Linked DNA regions of Sus scrofa: region 1 is linked to region 2. Evidence: chromatin contacts called from public Hi-C data. All regions are on one chromosome and are shown on one strand. Each heading gives the region's core, a stretch centred on a gene start, on an enhancer-like site or on the middle of the called end of the contact. The rest is flanking DNA. Distances are from core to core; before and after follow the strand shown. Region 1 holds the start of ELAVL3 (ELAV-like protein 3). Region 2 holds the start of SWSAP1 (ATPase SWSAP1).

Region 1 (2,700 bases), core at 132-2,631, 74 kb before region 2:
GGAGTAGACCCTTTCCCAACACTGGCACAGTTTCCAGGAGGGACAAGGGGTGAAGGAACAAGCCATCGCTCGGGGTCCCCACGGTCGGGAGCCAGGTAGCCCTGGCAAACCCAAGAGGGGCCAAACTGGAACCTGCAGCGCCACCACCCAGATTGCGCGGGCCGTTATGATTGGCCTTCCTTTTCCATCGGCGTAGCCGGGCTCTCTGCCGCGCGCGTTCCCATTGGCTCAATCTCGAAGGCATCTTTCCTCAATTGGTCCTCTTGAAGGCCATCTCTGATTGGTCAAATTAAGCTCTCCACGCTAGGTTTGAGGGTACTCTCGGACAGTGTGGAGCCTAAAAGGGCGTGCAGGGACGAGGATCTGGTTTAGACTGCGACTCTCCTGTTAGAAGACCCGGGCTACCCTTCCAGCCGCGCTGGGGCAGGGCCGTCGGATCGCTGTCTGTGGTGCTGAAGCCTCACTCGAAGGCGCCCCTAGTGCTCTACTGAGAACAACTCCTCGCGCCTTATGGCCGCACCGACAAAAACGTGCGATTGTGCCTGCGCTCCAAAGGAGATTGCGCCACCCTCTATCGCCTGAGATAAAGGCCAGATCCCCCTCTATCAGAGAGGTAACACAACTCTACAGGCGGACCAATCACAGGCCCCAGAAGCCAGGATATTTTCATGGAAGAACCATCCACTCGAAGTTTTGGGGGACCGAGGAGGACCTATGGTTTCCCGGGTCGGTAGGGGACCAGCGGGGTTTGCCTGGAACCCCAAACTTCATCCCCTTTGGAGCCGTGCTGCGTCCCGCTGCACTGTAGGGTGCCTATTACCCGCCCCCTCTTTTGAACCCTAGAGACACCTAGACCTCTCAAAATCCACAGGATCCCAATTCCTTATGCGAGCAGACTAGGTCCTAGCCCACTCACCCTCCTCCCTTGCTCTTGAGACTACACCTGTTGCCCTCCAAATCTGGGGACACGGGCTTCTGCCCATTGAAGTATTGAAGGATGAAATTCCTCATCCCTCTCCAGTCCTCTCCCGGGAACAGTACCTCCTGAAGGTAGTACAATAAGGCCCTCACCCTCTTTGCTCCTCCAGTTCCGGGTGCTGGGCAGAGGGGAACCCTTCCTGTCTTCTGGGCAGAAAGTCAGCCCAAGAAGGGGCTCTAACGCTGGAAGCAGGATACATGAGAGCAAAAGGCCCCAAACCTGGCAACCCGAGCCCCCAGGATGCGCTTTCTGCGAGTGCGGATTCCTGGTCAGCGCGCGCTCGCTTCCACCTGCCGCGCCGTCGGGCGCCGCGAGGAGGCGGGGCTCCGTTGCCACAGCCAATAAGAGACGCCGGCGCTAGCAGCTGCTGCTATAAAGGGCTGGGGGCGGCGGCGGCGCGGCCCAGAGCGCGGAGCGCGCAGCGCGGGCAGGAGGGAGGGAGGGAGGGCGGGCGAGGGGAGAGGACTGAACACCGGGGACTGGACAGGCCGGGCGGAGGGGCGGCGGCGAAAGGCAGAGCGCCGCGATCTCTGTCGGGAAGCGCAAGCTCCCCGGGCCCCGCGGGGCCGCGCAGGGGGCGTTCTCAATCCCGCGTCCGCTCCCTCTTTCCATCCCCTGCTGTCCGCAGGCCACCCCGGGGCCCGGTTATCCGCGCGCGCGTACCCGGGCTCGGGCCCGTCTCCGACCCTCGAGGGAGCCGCTGCCCTCACCGAGACCTCTGCAGCGGCCGCACCAGAGGCCGCCCGGGCAGGACCCCGGCGTGAGAATCGAGCGCCCCCCAAGGAGTGCACGACCCCCGGAGCCGCCCTCAACACGGACCGCGCCCGCCGGGCACACAAGAATGGTCACTGTAGGTATTCTCCTGTCGCTGAGAGGGAACCTGGTCGGAAAGTGCTTAGGCACAGGCTCCGAGGAGATGGAGATGGGGGGGTAGGACCAGGCCTAGCTAGGCCCGGGTGGGGGGGGGTAGGACCGAGCCTCGGGGCCTGAGAGTGGGCAGGACCGCGCCCAAAGTGCTGTGGGCGCTCAGAGTCTGGCGTGAGAGGCCTTAGGGAACCGAGTTGCGATTCGGGGGCCATCCTACGGCTCCCTGGGGACAGGTTGCCCCCCCTTCATCAGGCCTGATGGGGGAGGGGCCGCCGCGGCGGAGGAGGCATCCTCCATCCAGGCCCGGACCCAGCAGGCCTCCCAGGCAAACGCAGGGCCCCAGTCACTGGTGCTGGACCAGGATAAGGCGGCAAGTAGTCCCCAAGAGCCCCAGGGAAGGGGTGGCGTCGGATCGCGCGCCCTGGGCCTCGACCGCGCCCGGAAGCCGGGCGTCTTGTCCTCGAGCCCGTCGACCTTGCGGCAAGCGGGGAGGGGAGAGGAGGGGGCGCGCCCGGAGGCCCCGCGGGCCCGCCGCCACTGCCGCCGCGTCCCTTTGTTTCTCGGCGCTTCTTCGCGGGCCGTAGCCTCGCGCGGGCGCCTCAGGCTGCGGGGAGGGGGAGGGGAAAGGAGAGCCCGCGGGAGGGGGGGGGGGTGCTCCGCGGCTCCTGAGCCCCCGCCCCCCAGGGGATGGGGTAAGGGACTCAGGCAGGCCCCCTAGGCCATGTCTAGGCGACCCACCCCGCCAGAGCTCTGGGCCGCGGGGTGACCTTGAGAGCGCCCGCCCGCCTGCCGGCGCCACTCGTCCAGCGCCCGGTGCTTTCAGCAGCCACTGAGCTGGTCAGCTCCCGAGTGCG
Region 2 (2,718 bases), core at 34-2,533:
TGGTGGCTGAAGTGGGCAGCTGTGTCCACAAGCAGGGCGGCCAGGTAGGCGGCTTCCTGGGGCCCAAGGTCTTCTGTTAGGTACTCCTCCAGGCCATCGAGCAGCAGGAGGGAGGGCGCTGCCCCCCTGGCCTCATGCGCAGAGCACAGGAGCCGGAGGAGCTCAAGGGTTGAGGGTGGATACTGGAAGCGGATTTTCTAGAGAGAGGAGAAAAGGAAAGGACCAGAATCAGCACAGGAAGCCAGGATCCCTGCTATAGCAGCCCTAGTCCCCTGCATACTCTCCTGGACGAGGCTCTCACTCCCGGAACTGCTGGTTCCAGAGTGAGGCAGCTCAGAGTGGTCGAGTATTCTTGTTTGCCATCCTCCGCCCCCTACCTTTTTATCCTGCATTCTTCACTCCCTGGTATTAGTTGAGAACAAGATACAGCTTTCTGGAGTTCCCGCCTGTGGCGCAGCGGAAATGAATCCGACTAGGAACCACGAGGTTGCAGGTTCCATCCCTGGCCTCCCTCAGTAGGTTAAGGATCCTGCGTTGCCGTGAGTTTATGGTGTAGGTCGCAGACGCGGCTCGGATTTGGCGTTGCTGTGGCCGTGGCGTAGGCTGGCAGCAACAGCTCCGATTAGACCCCTGGCTTGGGAACCTCCATATGCCGCGGGTGAGGCCCTCAAAAGACAAAAAAGAAAAGAAAGATACAGCTTTCTGCCAAATCTGCAGGGTAATCTTTCCCTAAGCGGCCGACACCATCATTTGACGGCAGCTGTCCAAAAACCAACTGTAGTCAAACCCTTTGGGTACCGCCTTTTGCTAATTTCGCCCCCTCATCGATGGTTTCTCACTCAATCTTAACAAAGCTTAGTATGGTCCCATCCCCGACTCATTCCAGACTCCATCCCATAATGGCCACTCCGGCTTGGCTTTCCTTCGTCTCCACCATTGGTCTGTCTACGTGTCACTCAATCCCAACCGCTCCGCTAGTGGCTGGTCCGCCTCTGGTCCCGCTTTTCCCAACCTGTAACCGCAGGGGTTCCAGCGCTGCTCGGGTCCCGCGGGGCAAGCTTTGCAGAGGCCTCCGGGTGAGGAAGAGTACGGGGCCTTGGCCCTCTCCTGCCGTCTCCAGGGCCGCCGCGAATAGCAGTGCTGTCTTTCCAGAGCCTGGACCGCCAAGCAGCAGCAAAGGCGGTCCGGCCTCAGCCGTGCTCTCCTCCGCGGGGCCGGCCGCGCTGCCAGAGTTTAGCACCCGCCTCAGCGTCTCCGCCATTCGCAGCAAACGTCTGTCCAATCCGTGGCCCGATCCTGCCCTTAATCCCGCCGCAGGCGAGATCTCATTGGCCACAGTGTACTTAGCTTCTCCATTGGTTCGAGGCTCTGCTCATCAAAGGTAGATCGCTGTTTCCCAGTTCCTCTGGTGGTGAAGCGGCAAATAACCTAGTCCGAGGAAGGGATGGAGGCCTTTGAGGGAGATAAGGCTCTTCCCTGGTGAGTCCGCTGGCCGAAGCAGCACAAATACTACTATTGTGAGTCGTTCTGCTAGTCAGGCAATACAAGTGTTGAGAGTTGGAGGGAGCAGGTCCTAATCACTGACACATTGTTTAAAGTCTCTTAGCCTCAGTTTTTTACCTGTAAATTGTAGCTCATGGTATCTCAGAGGAATATTGTGATAGGCACGTGTCTGTGTGTGTTTCTGCTGATAACACCCAATGACAATGGAGAAGAGAGATGGATGAGCTATGTGCTTCTCTCTGCACCTGAATACCAGCACAAATGTGTCTGGGACTGCCGGCTTGAGGACATTCATGTGCAAAACATCAGCAGCTGTCTCTTAGTGTCTGTGAGAAGAGTCTCAGCTGGCTTCCTCACTGGCCTGGGGGCTTCTTGAGTCCTGCTTGTAGTACAGGGGGAGGCAGGACCAAACAACAAAAAGGGGGCACAGGAGAGAATAGGCAGAGATTCAGGGGGCTGGGAGACTGAGGGAGAACCACAGCAGGACCTTGTTTGTCATGTTCACTTTGGTATCTCCAGCACCCAGAACAGTGCCTAGGGCATTGTAGATTCTCAATATAGTCTCCTTAAAGGAATGAATGAAGAAAGGAAAGTAGGATTGATGAGAAACTGGGAGAGAAGGAGGAACAAGGTGAGTGATCAAGTGATCAGTGGTTGTGTCTCTTCACCCAGATTTCTCCCCAGAGCTGCCACTCATACCCCTGTTGCCCTGGCAACTCTGTCTCCTGGTAACTTCAAAGTGGTGCTGTTGCCAGGAGACCCAGGGGCAGGGAGGAACTGAGATTTCCAGGGCTTTCTCTCTCCCTCTGGGGCCGGAACACAGCTCCACAACATCCTCCAATAATACACCCACTCACACAGCTGGGCACGTACACACACACACACACACACGCATGCATGCACACATGGCATCTCTGCATATATTTCACTTTCAGAATCCCCATCACCCACATGCTCCCTGCCCTATCCTATCCTGACACAAAGTATCCCATACATACTCTTTCCCATATTCATGCCTCCACACCCTTTCCCTTGCACACACACCAGAACACACTCTGATACAATCATACCATTTCTCCCCCCAACACACACACACACACACACACACGACATACTGTTACATTGCCCTGTAAATGTACCACCTCAGGCCCATGATTCACCTCAATTTTATAGCACTCTAAATGCACAAGCACCCAGCAGAGACAATTGTATCAC

The links. Hi-C and Micro-C count contacts between places; a contact is called where the count stands out from the background.
Region 1: a contact with region 2 is called in a Hi-C map of fetal liver, with 2.1 times the contacts expected there. The contact joins the promoter of ELAVL3 here to the promoter of SWSAP1 in region 2. A contact is called at or near these places in 3 of 5 promoter capture datasets (fetal liver and liver) and 18 of 47 Hi-C or Micro-C datasets (alveolar macrophages, blood, embryonic fibroblasts and 6 more).

What each region holds. Positions count from the first base shown.
Region 1 is chr2:70,133,029-70,135,728 of Sscrofa11.1, reverse strand. ELAVL3 (ELAV-like protein 3) reads left to right here and starts at 1,381. Exons shown (of 7, transcript XM_021083879.1): 1 at 1,381-1,829. The coding sequence starts at 1,821.
Region 2 is chr2:70,058,751-70,061,468 of Sscrofa11.1, reverse strand. SWSAP1 (ATPase SWSAP1) reads right to left here and starts at 1,283. Exons shown (of 2, transcript XM_005654777.2): 1 at 1,013-1,283; 2 at 1-197. The coding sequence starts at 1,261. CCDC159 (coiled-coil domain-containing protein 159) reads right to left here. Exons shown (of 19, transcript XM_013987368.2): 19 at 1,013-2,718. It overlaps PLPPR2 (phospholipid phosphatase-related protein type 2), which reads right to left. Exons shown (of 11, transcript XR_002341659.1): 10 at 1,013-2,718; 11 at 1-197.